5 separate regions of the Mus musculus genome follow, and all the other regions are linked to region 2. The links are chromatin contacts, called in public promoter capture Hi-C maps. All regions are on one chromosome and are shown on one strand. The core of a region is the stretch at or near the end of the contact, and the rest is flanking DNA. Distances in the headings are between cores, read along the strand shown. Region 1 holds the start of Riox2 (ribosomal oxygenase 2). Region 2 holds the start of Nsun3 (NOL1/NOP2/Sun domain family member 3). Region 3 holds the start of 4930461C15Rik (a long non-coding RNA gene). Region 4 holds the start of Crybg3 (beta-gamma crystallin domain containing 3). Region 5 holds the start of Cldnd1 (claudin domain containing 1).

Region 1 (2,700 bases), core at 134-2,633, 3.3 Mb before region 2:
ATGATCTTAAAGTCTGATGTGGTCTGTATTTTGAGAAGAATTTCTCTATATTTCTAAATATAGAATTTATCTATATTTCATTTTGAAGATAGAATTTTTATCTCTACCATCTATCATTTATCTGTCTTTCTATGTTATTCTAGGTCACGTTTCGGCTGAGATTGAAGTAATCTAATTGTTCTTGTTCATTTATATGAAGGATGGTGTATAGTGTAACTCACAACGAAGTAATTAATTGCGCAAGGGCCATCAAGTTATACAACACATCAACTCAAAATATTACCCTACTTTTTCTGAAGTATTTTTTATTTGATTCTCTCATGATATTATCATTAGCTCCTTTGATTGTAGCCACTTGTGCTGATGAAATTCTTCATAAGTTTTACTTGGTTAATATACATTATATTACTGTGCTATGCTTCATATAAAATAATTTGACCTCTATGTGGATGTAGAAAAAAACAAAGATTTTTTTATTATTAATTACTGTCATATATGATTTCATGACTGTTCCTCTTTTGCCCCTCTGTAGACCCCAATGCTTTGAGGATACTCAGTTGCTAATCCATTACCTAATAAATAACCAACTGTGTAAAAACATGCATGTATGCAAAACACTTTGGCACTAAGACTTATTTTCAGGCATTGTGATGGTTTAAAAAGGAGTAGTGGCTCCCATAGGCTGATATATCTGAATGTGTAGACATTAGGGAGTGGCACAATGTGAGAAGGATTGGGAAATGAGACCTTTTTGGAATAGGTGTGGCCTTGCTGGAGGAAGTATGTCACTGGGTGTGAGTTTTGAGACATTAAAATAAAGAAAAACTTAAAAGGATTGGAATGAAAATATATGAAGTCTAAACAAAATGGTTGGTACTAAAATTGTTAAGTTACCCGGGCGTGGTGGCACACGCCTTTAATCCCAGCACTCGGGAGGCAGAGGCAGGCGGATTTCTGAGTTCGAGGCCAACCTGATCTACAAAGTGAGTTCCAGGACAGCCAGGGCTACACAGAGAAACCCTGTCTCAAAAAACAAACAAACAAACAAAAATTGTTAAGTTAATAACAATCGTATACATATTAAAGCCATATACAATGACGGTTTTGGATCTTTTGTGGACCGATGGAGTACAAGCACTCTCTCAAGAAGCATGTTCTTGTATGTGTGTGTTAATAAAGGGAACTGTCCAAATTTATAGATTTCCCTCTAACTTCAGATTTGAAGGTAGCAACTATAAAAAGCACATTCACGTTCTGTGACCTTTAGGTTCATAGGCCAGAGCAGGGGAAGGCCTGTAGCTGTAGGCAGGAGCAGGGATGTGGTCCGGGGGCGGAGCCAGAAGTCCGGGGCGGGGCCGCGTCTCGTGGGCGGGGTCGCGTCTCGTGGGCGGGGCCGCGTCTCGGGAGCCCGCCCTGGACGTGACCACGCCGTCGCGCCCTTCCATGCCTTAGCTGGGTCAACTTGCGGAAGACACGCAACAGGCCGTGCCGGTGCAGCGCGTGGGACGCGGGTCAGGCTGAGAAGTGCAGCTCTGGAGGGCTGGGGCCTAACTGGTGAGCCGGGTGGCTGAGGGCTGGGGACCTGGCCACGTGCACCGCCGGACTGGTGGCGGGCGGCACACGCCGGCGAGCTAGAGCCAGGCTGCGCGCGCAGACGGGGAGGGGCAGGGACCACGGTCGCGGACTGAGGAGGGGCGCGGGGACTGTCGCCCAGCTCGGGACTTGGAGCGTAGGTTGCCTTTTTATCTCCACGTGAGGAAGACTGCCTGTCTGCCTGCCTGCCTCCAGGATGTCCAACAAGTGACTAAACAGGTTTCAGGAAGTCTACCAGCGGTCATGATCTGAACTTCCGGCGCCGGGAGTTGGGTTTCACCAGCTCCTTTTTAATACCTGGATGCCTCTGAACTTTTGGGCTGCATCTTTCGTGACCTCATGGACCCCCCGAATACACATAATTCGTATTCTGTTTATATAAAGCTGCAAAAAAACATAACTGCCATTCAGTGAGACATCTCTGAATTAATGAAAACTTTTCTGGGTGCTGAAGACAATTGCTTTCAGTTAGCCTGGTGATTTTCTTACAAGCAATATATAATTAAAAAGTATTTCACCACTTTATTTATTTTATGTGTGGATGTACACAGGCTATGATGTACCGGTGGAGGTTGGTGGACACTTTGAGGGAATCCTTTCCTTCCAGTATGTGGGTCTCAGAAATTAAACTAAGTGGACAGCAGGTGTCTTTACCGCCTGAGTCATCTCTCAGGCCCATGGTGTATAACTACTGTCAGGTGTGATTAATTGAGCTAAGTTCAATCTAGTCTTCTCTAGGTTAGTGGGCCTACAATTCGTTCATTAAGGACTTCTGTGAATGTAGATTTCTGCCTCCAGCATCAGAAGTGGTACTCCACTAGGTTTGATGTGTGCATCTAGACATTAGCGTGTACCACGCTTTGCTGGTAAAATACTGCTACCATGGAGAGAGACGTCCCTGCCAGGGCTGCTAGTGAGTATTGATATCTATGGTTACTTGTACAGAATAATAGTCCTAATTGTGCAAACCTCCTCCTCCTCCTGTCTTTCCCAAGTGGTGGTGGTCATGGGGTTTTTTTTGGGGGGGGGGGGTTTGTTTGTTTGGGGAGCTAGTGAGTAAGGCTTTTGAGAATTTGCTAAGAAGAAAAAGTGAAGAAAAATTCTGAC
Region 2 (2,700 bases), core at 174-2,673:
GAGGACAACCTACAGTCTAGTCCCCGCTCTGGGAATGCCAACTGCCTTCCCTCCCCGCCAGTTCCACCATGGCCACTTGGCCATGTTCATGCATGCTAGGCTTATTTAGATTGGTCTGTCCATGTGCACATGTGCTCCACATACAGATGGCATGGTGACAATAATTGCCAAATAAAGCCTGACTTTAGCTAAGATAGAGGAACACTGACTTTAAGGACTTGGTATTACCTGAATTTCATTAAGTTAAATTTCTTCCAAGTTAGGATTTTTATTACAGCGTTGTTTTAAAATGTGGTGCCTCCCCATTTTACAGATAAAAGCCAAGTGCTTGAGAGGGCATTACTATCTGCCCCACATTTCTACATGCCAGGTGATTCCTTCACACATAAAATGTACAGTCACCTCCTCCCTCCTGGACTGTGCCACTCTCAAGGAGGTATTTGCTACATACTTCCCTTTCCTCTCACAAAATATCAAGAGACGAACCATACTGACCTTACTGTACTCCAGGAATCCCCAAGTTCTTTCGAATACTGTTTGTCAAACTGATCCAACACAACTCTGCATAGCTGTTTGGCAAGCTTCCCCTCTGATTTTGCTTTCAGCTATGATGATAAGAAAAAGGTGCTGACAACACACTGTGATATCACATATTTATTGAAAGTTGACAGTGACATTAAATTTTCTTTATATCTCTACTTATTCGTGGAGACTTCCATACCTGTCTACAACATACTTTAATAAACACGTCTCCACACCACTCCAACTCCACCCAGACTCCCACTGTGTGTTCCCCTTCCAACTTCATGTCCTTTTAAAAAATCCACTCGGGAACAATTAGTGCTGTCGTTATGCACATGGGGGTGTGGAGCCATACCCCAAAGACAACTCTCTCCCGGCCTCAAGCCAGCTACTGCCAATAATAGCTAGTCAGGAGTGGGGCTTCCTGATTTTTAAAATGTCAGTTCCTGCCGTTGGATCAACTCCTTACTTGTAACAAAATTATTTCATGGTTTTTCTCGAAGTGGTAATTACCAAGTGTTAGAGGTGAATCTATGCTAAAAAAAAAAAAAATTCAGAAGCCATAAAAGTTTTGTTGTTGTTGTTTGTCTTTTAAAGTAAGACTGTAAAGAAAAAAGTATTCCAAAGTTTATTTACGGAAATAAGCATCGCCCCAACTTTCTGGCTCTCCCCTCATCACCGGGGTGCACCCAGGGCTGAGAAAGCTCGCAGTGACAATGTCGCCGGCCCGCGGGACAGCAGCAGCACCAGGAACACACTCAGCACGGTTCCGGGCTGTGGGCAGTGCGGGTCCCATCCCAGTCCACCCTGCCTCTCGGTGGCTTCAGCCCGGGGCGCTCGACCGCCAGAGCCTCACCCGAGTCAGCATGGTCCCCGCCTGAGCTCGCCAACTACGGGTCTCCGCTAGAGTTCGCGCGGGGTAACACGAAGAAACGCCATACTTCCGGGTCCTGCGAGGAGGTCACAGATGGGCTGGCTCGCAGTTCCTGTTTCCGGTCTCGCGAGATTGTAGACAAAAATCTCGCGGGAGACTCAGGTCCTGCAAGAGGCGGAGCCAAAGCTCTCTGGGGACTCCGGAGCTGCTGGGGTGCGAACCCCGAGCGAAGGGTGGAGTGTGGGTGCTGGTTTACAGAGTCACCCTTCCTGTCTCTGTTCATGGGGTCGAGAGAAGACCTGTATCAGTGTTTTAGATGCACAGGCATTGCTGGTTTACAAAACCGAACCCCGCGATGAGAAAAGCGGTAGAAAGATTAAATCGCGCCTCTCCTTACATTTGCCCGAGTCACTCTATCTTCAAACTGGGAAGTGATAAATGTTACACCGGAAGTACCGACTGCCCCCACTGAGACTGCGGGCATGTGCTGAGGGCTGGCCGTTAGCATGCTCTGTAGCCAGCTCGACAGGGATGCAGATATTTCCAGACATGCTCAGGTCTCCATCTATCAGCCTCTGAAAGAATGGACCCAAAGTATCAGGCTGAGAGAAGGAAAGAGGGGACAGCCATAGGGAAACTTGTCTTCTGGAAAGAGCTTTCCAACAGCTCTAAAATGTCAGAGCGTCTTCTAACAGGGTGAGATTGAACCCGGATGACAATGGCCAAAGACACGGGCGGAGGTTGGGTACGGGGTTCCACTGGATGTCTTTGTTCCTCTTCCCAATGTGGTCACCTTGAATAAACGGCCTTTTTCTGCTTTCCAGTTTCAATTTTGTTTTTTAAATAGGCTGATTTATTATAGGTGGCTGGACTTTGATATAAGAACTGTCACATCATTGGTACTTGAATAATACCTGTTTTCACCAAGCACTAAGACCACACTCCCAAGGACCAGGAAGGACTCACCAAGGCCCTGGCCTACTTCAAGCATCAGTGTTGACATTGTTAGGAATAACCACTCATTAGCATTTGCCTTGTTCTCTGGTAACAAACCAGAAATGTCTCAGAGATGATTTGGTCTCCTATAGTAACTAGGCATCTTCACGTTGAGATGGCACTCGATGCTCAAAGTATCAGTATAGGATATGCGATAGGTAGGTGCTGGACTCTCCAAATCCTATACAAAGGAAATGTCTTCTACACGAATGTGATTTAAAGCTTAGTTGGTTTTATTTTTTGTTTGTTTGTTATTTTTTTGTAAGTTCCTCAGTAATCTATAGTGTGTTAGAATTTTGATTCAGTAT
Region 3 (2,700 bases), core at 189-2,688, 4.4 Mb before region 2:
TGGAGGACCATGGACGACTTGCAGAAGCCAGTTCTCTCCTAGCAACCATGTAAATTCTGAGGATCAAACTCAGATCGTAAGGATTGTCAGCAAGGGCTCTTAACCAATGGCCTATCTCTCTGGCTTTGCATCCCAGTATAGGTGCTTCTCAGCTTATGATAAGAGTCACATTTGATAAACCCACCATCACTTGAGAACACGTTAAGTCAAGGGAACATTTAATACACTCAAGGTAGTAGACATCCTATGCCAGTATCAGTTTGCTGTACAGCATCCGTTGCTTAGCGTTGAGAAGACCCAGCTGCCAGAAATTATGGCTTGTTAAAGGCAGTCATCAGCAGGACAGGGCACAGCAGCAATACTGTGAAAAATCAACCACCATAAACTGAAAGGTAATACAGATGCTCTATAGTTACTTCCTTTGCTATGCAAACTGTTCTATCTTACTAAGTCCCTGTTTGTTAAAGGTACAATACTTTTTTTTTTTTTTTTAGGGAGTCCCTAATTAAAAATATCCCTGATGGTTTCTCTTTATAAATCTACTGTCTAGTTCTGTGGATTCTTCTTTAAAGACTGCTCTTTCTTCTGCCATACTGCCTGCTCAAAAACTCCATCAAATTGCCTATTATTTGAATTTGTACTTGTTTCATTCTGACGTGCATGATGTACTGACATTTCTTCCCCATTCCAAAACCTGCAAATTATCTATAAAGTGGCTCTAATTCCTGGGACTTCTCTGAGCACAATTTTACAGATAGTGGACTTAAATAGTCTCAGCAACACGGGTCTTATTTTATACTTCCTCTCCAAAGTCCTAGAAGCTATCTTTGCAAAAACTGAACACTACATTTGTAATTGTACCCGCAGATGTTGCTGCAATTGACTGCAGTTTTAATTAAGAAAAACATACTCTGCTATTTAAAAACAGTCCCTTAAATACAGCTCCCAGCTGAAATCTTCCAGCATCCAGCCATCCCACCCCTTCCAGTGGCCTGATGTTCGACGGGGGAGGAGCCAGGAGCAAGCAGGCTCTGGGAAGCTGGAGAGCGCGGGATGGGGAAGTCCCGGAAGTCACTGACCAGAGAGTCTCGGCGGGTTCTCTCTGGGCAGTGGTCCCAAAAACTACAGGCTCTTCAGCGGGGCGGGGACCGCTCCCGGCCCCGGCTTGGGGGCGAACCCGGATCGAGGGAGGCGGGTGGGACGCTCCCAGAGGTCCAGGGCGATTGGCAGACGCGGATGAGGGGCGGTGGAGCTTTAGGAGAGGAGCTAACAGGTCGACAGAGCAGACGGCGTGATGATTGGACGGCACGGAAGGAGCTGGACCAGATCTGGCCGCTCATTGGTCTCAGCATGAGGAGGAGGCGTGGCCAGCGCGCGCGGGAGGGAGGGAGGGCGAGAGAGCGGGGCCGGCCCGCCCGAGAGACGGTCGGTCTACGAGCGCGGCGGGAGCGCGTTCCAGCTCGGGCCCCGGTGCTATCCTCCGATCCGCCGCGCTCCGGCCTGGGGTCTCGGGGCGGGAAGCTCGGTGAAGCGGGCGCGGGGAGCAGGGCGGAGGGGACGAGGCGCGCTGCGCTGCCGCCCGGTCCTCACCGGGTGCTGCGGGCCCCGGGCGCGCGGGGCTCCGCGGCGCGCGCACTATGCGGGCGGATTGCCGGCCGCCGCGATGGCGAGCCGGGCGCCGCTGAGAGCCGCGCGCAGCCCCCAGGGTCCCGGAGGCCCGGCCGCGCCCGCCGCCACCGGCCGGGCCGCGCTGCCCAGCGCCGGCTGCTGTCCCCTCCCTCCTGGCCGCAACTCCTCCTCCAGGCCTCGACTGCTCCTTCTGCTGCTCCTACTGCTCCAGGACGCTGGAGGCCAGCAAGGTGAGTGGTGGCCCGCACCGGTCGGCCTCCTGAGGCTCTTGGCTGTTGGAGGAACCTGCCGACGAACCCAGAGATGCAGAGACACCACACTGGCGAGGCTGATGTGGCGGGGACCGGGGCGGGGTGGTGGTGCCGCCCGGTGTCTCAAGTTTGTGTCGCTTTACTTTTCCGCAAAGCCATTCATTTCTGTGAAAGAGGGACGTATGAGACCCTGCCGTGGAGGCCTCCTTGCTGTCTCCTTCTGGACTGATGGACGGAGTCGGGAGCAAATTAAAAAGCATCTTGAGCTTATTAAAGACAGGCAGGGATTGCTGTTCTTAGGGATAGCGCCCAGGTTCTAACGCGAATGAAGCAAATTGCAGTGCTCTCTAGAGCCTTGCTTACGTTTGCAATTCGTTCTTCAGAGCACCTGCCCATTACTGAGGACCGTGGTTTGTAGATTGTCTTGATCAAACACAGAAGTGGCCCAGAGTAGCGGTCCACTACCAAAAGCGCAAACTTTCTCAGAAAGTGACAAAGCTTCTTTTCCTTCTACAATCCCATTCCAGAAGCGGGAACAACTGTTGGTTGATAAATCATCAACAATAGAAAGAGAATACAGGACTGAACTTTTTAGTGTTGCTGCTTTGGGCAGCGTACCACATTCTGTTTGGCTTTATTTCTTCCATGGCTTTTCTTGTTACTAATTGCTAGGGAGAGTTTCTTGAAATACGTTTTCCATTTCTCAGTTCAGCTTCCCACTGTGTGCACTTTTTGTCAGTAAGGAATATCTTCAAGGTCATGGGATTGTCTCTTGGGAAGGTGCAGCCTTGATGGACGTGTGAGAGGTAATCGCTAAGAG
Region 4 (2,700 bases), core at 96-2,595, 3.2 Mb before region 2:
GATCACAGGGGACTGTTAGGGACAACGTTAGAGCCACATTAGAGCCACGACAGGTGAGACCTCCCAGATTTCAGAACTACCATTAAGGACGGGGAAACTTCGAATGTTAAAAGCATCAACAACCAGGCCAAAAGTATCTGAAACTTCCTAGTAGAATAACCAGTCAATTATAATTGGTCATTTCTTGGAAAGACGTATTATGCTAACAGGTGATTACACTGGAAATGATTCACAATTAGGAAAAGCAAGGAGAACGAAGGGCTAACAACAAATCACAAACCCTAAATAGTAATGGAACTAGAAGCGTCAGTTGTTTCCGATCCATTTTTCTTTGAAGTCCATCAGCAAGTCTTTAGTCTGAGGTAAATATAGCTCTCTAGAGGGCAACCTTCCAAGGACATGGGTTACAGGTTCTTCTGGTGCAAGTGAAGTTGGCTTCACTTCTCAAAAAAAAAAAAAAAAAAAAAGGAGAAAGAAGCGAAACCACCTCTCCTTTAGGGTTGATAAGGAAATTTAAAAACGGGCATTTTAATGAGACGAATTTTTAAAATGTCAATCTTTAAAGCAGCAGGAGTAGAGGAAAAATGATTATGGAAAGAGTGCAAGAGTGCACATACTAATCATTAAACTGAGCCAGCTCTCAGCTCCGGCCCTGGTTCCCCAAATCGGAGCGCTTCCGTCAGATGTCCCCAGTGAGAGAGACAGAGAGAAAGGAGGAAGGGCGGCAACATTTAAACTGTAAACAAATCTGGCGAAGACTTCAGATTCTGGATGTCGTCTCAGAAAGCTCTGATTGCAACTCTTTTAGGAATCACTTCGAGAAAACCTTAAGATGGCAAAGCACGACGCGGAGGGGCGCGAGATTCCCTCGGCAGCTTCAGAGCCTCCCGGAGTGGAGGGGACAGAGCCGGGAGCCCCCGATGGCGGCGGGAAAAGCCACCGGCCGGGAGCAAGAACTTCCCCAGATCTAAGCCACCCAGGGCGGGACCGGAGGAAACCCGAGCGGCGGAGGAAGGCGCGCACGGCGCCCCCGCGGCTCCCACCTGGCTGCACTCCGGCTCACTCCCGCCGGCTGGCCGGTCCCCGGCTTCTCCTCCTCTTCCTCTTCCTTGTCCCGAGAAGGGTTCCGCGGAGCGAAGAACCGAGAGAAGCTGTGCCAGGGGGCGCTGCCCCTCCTGCGGCCGCCGGACATCTCCCCACCGGCTCGGCCGCGCCGTCCGCGGGCCCCGACGAGCCGCTGGCCGGAGCGAGGGTGGCCGCAGCCCTGGCTCGCTGAGCGCAGCGAGAGTCGGCCCGGGCCGCCGGCGCGGCTCCTCCAGCCCGGCCGGCACGAGCGCTCCCCGTGCGGCTCCTCCTCCCGCCCGCGCCCGGAGCTGCCCGCCCCCGGGAGGAGCCAGTGGCCGCGACCGCCCTGTCGGCCACAGCGTGCAGATCCGGGAGGAGCAGCCTGGGGATGCTAGGCTCCGGCTTCCCGCCCAAACCAGCCCAGCCCGCAGCCCACTTGGCTTGGCCAACAGTCAACTGTAAATGCTTTGCTTCCCTTTCCCGAGTTAGGGCTGTTTTAAAACAGGGTAATCAATTAAAGTCTGGGGAAACACCTGGCAAGAAGCAGCACCCGCGTGCCCTGCAGCCTGGAACCTGAGCACAGCCTTTCTAAAGACAGTTTCAGCCTGCAAGGGTAGGTCCCATCTGTCCTGCTGTCAGCACCTTGTTTCTGCTTCAGCTGGCTCAGATGAGGAGCCACCAACCCAGGTGTGTTTTAGCGCTCACCCTTCACCTGTGGGCCACTCCCAGAATCCTTTTTCAAAAAAACCGTCCCTGATCACAAAACCAAATCTGATTCAGGTATGACTCAAACTAGAAAAATGCTGAAACAAATATTTGGTTGTTGCGCAGATACTCCTGTATTCTGGAACGCCAAAGGCCCTTAACATTAGTTTAAAACGAATATCTGGTTATGATAAAAATGACTTTATACAGCGGAGCTGCTAACAGAGAAAGCACACAGAGCCATATTCGCCCCAGGTGTATTGTTATAGTTTGTCTGAAGTCAAACTCCAGAGGTATGAAGTTCAAGATAACAGTGGGACATTTAGTAACTAAAAATGTTATGTGGGCAAATCACATGAAAATAGGGTGATAGCTGTCTGTGGCTGGCTGGAGAAGTGAGGAGGTTGAACGTCTACCTGTCGGCCCCAAGGAATCATAGTGCCGGTTAAGGAGCCTTCCCGCGGACCCACAGCTACCCCTTTGAGGCATTTTAATCTGTCAACTGGATCTGAAACTAGGAGTATGAGAGTAAGAAAAAAATTAGGATCAGATACAGATGGACAAGCAAATTCTTCCATGCAGCTACAGGGCCTGGAGAATAATGTGCCTCCCCAACGCAATGTTAGCTGACTAGCAGTTGCCTCCCCCTGTTGCCCTGTGACAAAAAGTGGTCCTACACCTCAGTGTTGGCACAGAGGGTCCAGGCAAGGAGTCTGTCTGGGGATAAAAGTGTCTGGGCGTCAATAAGATTATGAGGCAAATTCTGATTTTCAATAATACTATTTCTCTCAATTAGCTGATAGGAAAATGTTATAGTAGTCCACGTATTAATGTTTCTTTACAACTGGTCTCCTAGGTATATGCAGAAGTATTAGGCTCACGGCATGGAAAGTTCTTGGTATTGAATGTTTGCTTTTCCAATACTTAGAT
Region 5 (2,700 bases), core at 39-2,538, 4.1 Mb before region 2:
CTTATCTATAGATTCTATTTTCAAAAGTCCATATATTGAAAACCAAAGGCAATCTTATCTTAAAGATTATGAAGTAAATTGTCCAGTGTCTTAAGATTGGTTTACTAACCTCAGTGTTGATGTTTGCCAAGTTAGTTCATCTTCATGGGCTTCAGTTTCTCTGTCTACAAACTTAGGCTGTTTCTTTTCTTCTTAAAAAATGTCTCTTTACCAGAATTGGTTGCACAAGTTACTTCAGGAAGTAGACGTCTCATGAAGGCCGGTGGATGAAGACATCTGCTGCATAAGTGCATTCACAAGTCTTACTGTGGATTCACTATTCGACTCTACACACTCATCGAGCTTTCAAGATGACACCTGAGGCAAATTACGTTTTCATTTGATGCTATCCGTGAAAATCTAGTCATGCCTTGTGGATACTGGGCTCTGCCAGAAGTCCTTTTCCAGACACAGCCTGTGATGGTGAACCGGAACCACAAGCTAAAGGCAAACGATTTCTAACTTAAAAAAAAAAAAAAAAATCTTCTCTACCTGTTTAGAAATTCCTGTGAAGTATTTGAGGGCTTAGAATCATTCCATTGCTTCCATGTCACACAGCCATCTGTCTCCGAGGCTACCCACAACTTTTTCTGTTGAAAATGATCTCTAAATTCCATTTCATATTACATTCACACTTTAAAGTAACATTTTTGAAATCTAGTATCCTTCGGATTTACAAGTTGGGTTTTTTTTTTTGTTTTGTTTTTTTGTTTTGTTTTTTACAACTGAAACAAACAGGGAACTTGATTACAGTAGAGAGCAAATAACAGATTTCTTCAAACAAGAATAACGTAATTATATCAGGTTATAATGCTAGTTTAGTTAGATCCTTAGTTACATTTAAACAAAACAGAAGAACACGTTGTTCAAATGGGAGGGACGATGTAGGAAATGGGAGGGGGGTTGATATTTGAAGAGTAGAGTTCCATTAAAGTTCATCAACTCCGTAGTACTGATTTTTAGAGGTAGGGTGTTATCGTAGGGAAAACAGAAGACTCGACGTTAGATCTCGGCTAAATCAAAGCCTTTGACTATGGTTGACCAAAGATCCTCCCCCATCACTTTCTGGAGCTTGGTCCCTCCTTTTTTGAGGTGTAACAATCCCGCAGTTAAGACTTCAGCTTTCCTCACTGATCTTCAGAGTTCTTTCTTCGGAGAGAACTACATTCCCCACAATTCCTCGCGCGTCGTCAGGCATGCTCTCCTCTGGCTCTAGCCCCTTCTCCTCCAGTATTCCTACAAGTCCCACAAGGCCCCTCGGCCCAGGGCCGCTTTGGCCCGGCCTGGGGTGGAGGTGGAGGCGGAGGCGCGGGAGTTATGGAGGGGGCGGGCTCTGCAGGGAAGTACGTCAGAGGAGGCGCGGGGAGAGTAGGGTGCTGTGGTCGGAGCTGGAGGGCGAAGCCGGTGGAGTGAGAGGATGGGCGGTGAGTTCGCGGGGTCGCGGGCCGGCTCGGCTCGCGACCTGGGGAAAGGGCTCCTTGCTGGCGCGGCCAGGCCCGGGGGCTGGAGCGGCAGGCGGGGCGGGGAGGGGCGGGGCTCCGGGCCAAGGGGCCGGGGCTGGCTGGGTTCGGGTACCCAGGGCGCTCGCCCAGCCCTGCCGGTCTCCGCCCGCCCATGCCAGGCCCTGCTGTGCGGCCCAGGGTGACTGCGCTAGGCGCAGCTTCCAGAACCCGGCCTTTAAGGTCATCCGAGAGCACCAGGATGGACGAGAATTTTGAGAATCAGAATACAAATCGCACTTGCTGGGCTATTGATGACTGTAGTCGCCCCGGTCTTTTCCCCAGTCACTCCCCATTTTCCAAACTCCGCTCCCCAGTTTGTAAGCCTGTTTTCACGGGTGCTTGAGACGAGGGGTTTGGTGCTGTCACGGTGTGCATACATTTGGCAGGGTTTGACTCAGCGTGATCTTGCCTTGAGTCATTTTACCGCGGCCATTTACTACCGCCGTGGAGCCCTGTCCACGCCTAGGGAGTGTTCAGATTTTGCCTAAGTCACTTTTCTGTTTGCGAGTAGGGATTATTTAGTTTTTATGGATCTGTGCTATATTTTAGGATATACGGAGCAGTATTACAGTTTGGGAGGTTGAGAAGTGTGTAATGGAATGGGGGGCGGGGAGAGTAAGGAGTGAAGAATCCGGTTGTGTCAAGAGGCTTGGCTTAGCTTTAATTGAATTGAAGGAGATTGATAACTAACATGGTGTTTTTGCTCTCTTTGCTATGACATACATTTAAACTTTCCCCTCGGGTTAACACCTTCAACTCTGATTTCCAACTTACACCTCACTTCTGCCCTTATTTATAATTGTAAGCCTCCCCACTAAAAAAGCTGGGGGGTCTTCGTTTCCTATTCTGCTGTCTTTTTTCTCACACAAGCCTGAAAACACATAGCATGTTTATAGCTTGTGTAAAAATCCACTCTGCATTTAAGGTGTGCACGCTGCACTGCTGACCATGGGCATGTCTGTTGTTTGTACCTGTAATGTGTATGTCCTTTTCAGTGTTGTCTGTTTTAGTATGCAGGTGATAGACTAGAGAACAAGACTTCTGTCTCCGTAGCATCTTGGGTATGTGAGCATTCAATAAGTACTTTTCATGAGAATGCCTTTTGTTTTAAACTTAACATTTGTTGCCCTTTTGTTTGTAAATTTTTTACATCGATAAA

The links. Promoter capture Hi-C pulls out the DNA fragments that hold promoters and counts their contacts.
Region 1: a promoter capture Hi-C map of pre-B cells shows a contact between it and region 2. The contact joins the promoter of Riox2 here to the promoter of Nsun3 in region 2. A contact is called at or near these places in 5 of 39 promoter capture datasets (the 3T3-L1 cell line, the HPC-7 cell line, cranial neural crest and 2 more) and 1 of 484 Hi-C or Micro-C datasets (CD4 T cells).
Region 3: a promoter capture Hi-C map of pre-B cells shows a contact between it and region 2. The contact joins the promoter of 4930461C15Rik here to the promoter of Nsun3 in region 2. A contact is called at or near these places in 2 of 39 promoter capture datasets (cranial neural crest and pre-B cells).
Region 4: a promoter capture Hi-C map of pre-B cells shows a contact between it and region 2. The contact joins the promoter of Crybg3 here to the promoter of Nsun3 in region 2. A contact is called at or near these places in 3 of 39 promoter capture datasets (cranial neural crest, frontonasal cranial neural crest and pre-B cells).
Region 5: a promoter capture Hi-C map of pre-B cells shows a contact between it and region 2. The contact joins the promoter of Cldnd1 here to the promoter of Nsun3 in region 2. A contact is called at or near these places in 4 of 39 promoter capture datasets (cranial neural crest, liver, pre-B cells and 1 more) and 2 of 484 Hi-C or Micro-C datasets (CD4 T cells and pre-B cells).

Annotation. Positions count from the first base shown.
Region 1 is chr16:59,470,392-59,473,091 of GRCm38.p6, forward strand. Riox2 (ribosomal oxygenase 2) reads left to right here and starts at 1,384. Exons shown (of 10, transcript NM_025910.3): 1 at 1,384-1,554.
Region 2 is chr16:62,785,293-62,787,992 of GRCm38.p6, forward strand. It overlaps Nsun3 (NOL1/NOP2/Sun domain family member 3), which reads right to left and starts at 1,424. Exons shown (of 6, transcript NM_178925.3): 1 at 1,379-1,424; 2 at 496-605. The coding sequence starts at 1,390.
Region 3 is chr16:58,407,093-58,409,792 of GRCm38.p6, forward strand. It overlaps 4930461C15Rik (a long non-coding RNA gene), which reads right to left and starts at 1,439. Exons shown (of 4, transcript XR_384912.2): 1 at 1,080-1,439. It overlaps Dcbld2 (discoidin, CUB and LCCL domain containing 2), which reads left to right and starts at 1,443. Exons shown (of 16, transcript NM_028523.3): 1 at 1,443-1,859. The coding sequence starts at 1,664.
Region 4 is chr16:59,599,702-59,602,401 of GRCm38.p6, forward strand. Crybg3 (beta-gamma crystallin domain containing 3) reads right to left here and starts at 1,346. Exons shown (of 22, transcript NM_174848.4): 1 at 1,044-1,346. The coding sequence starts at 1,192.
Region 5 is chr16:58,726,622-58,729,321 of GRCm38.p6, forward strand. Cldnd1 (claudin domain containing 1) reads left to right here and starts at 1,289. Exons shown (of 6, transcript NM_171826.3): 1 at 1,289-1,463; 2 at 2,552-2,602.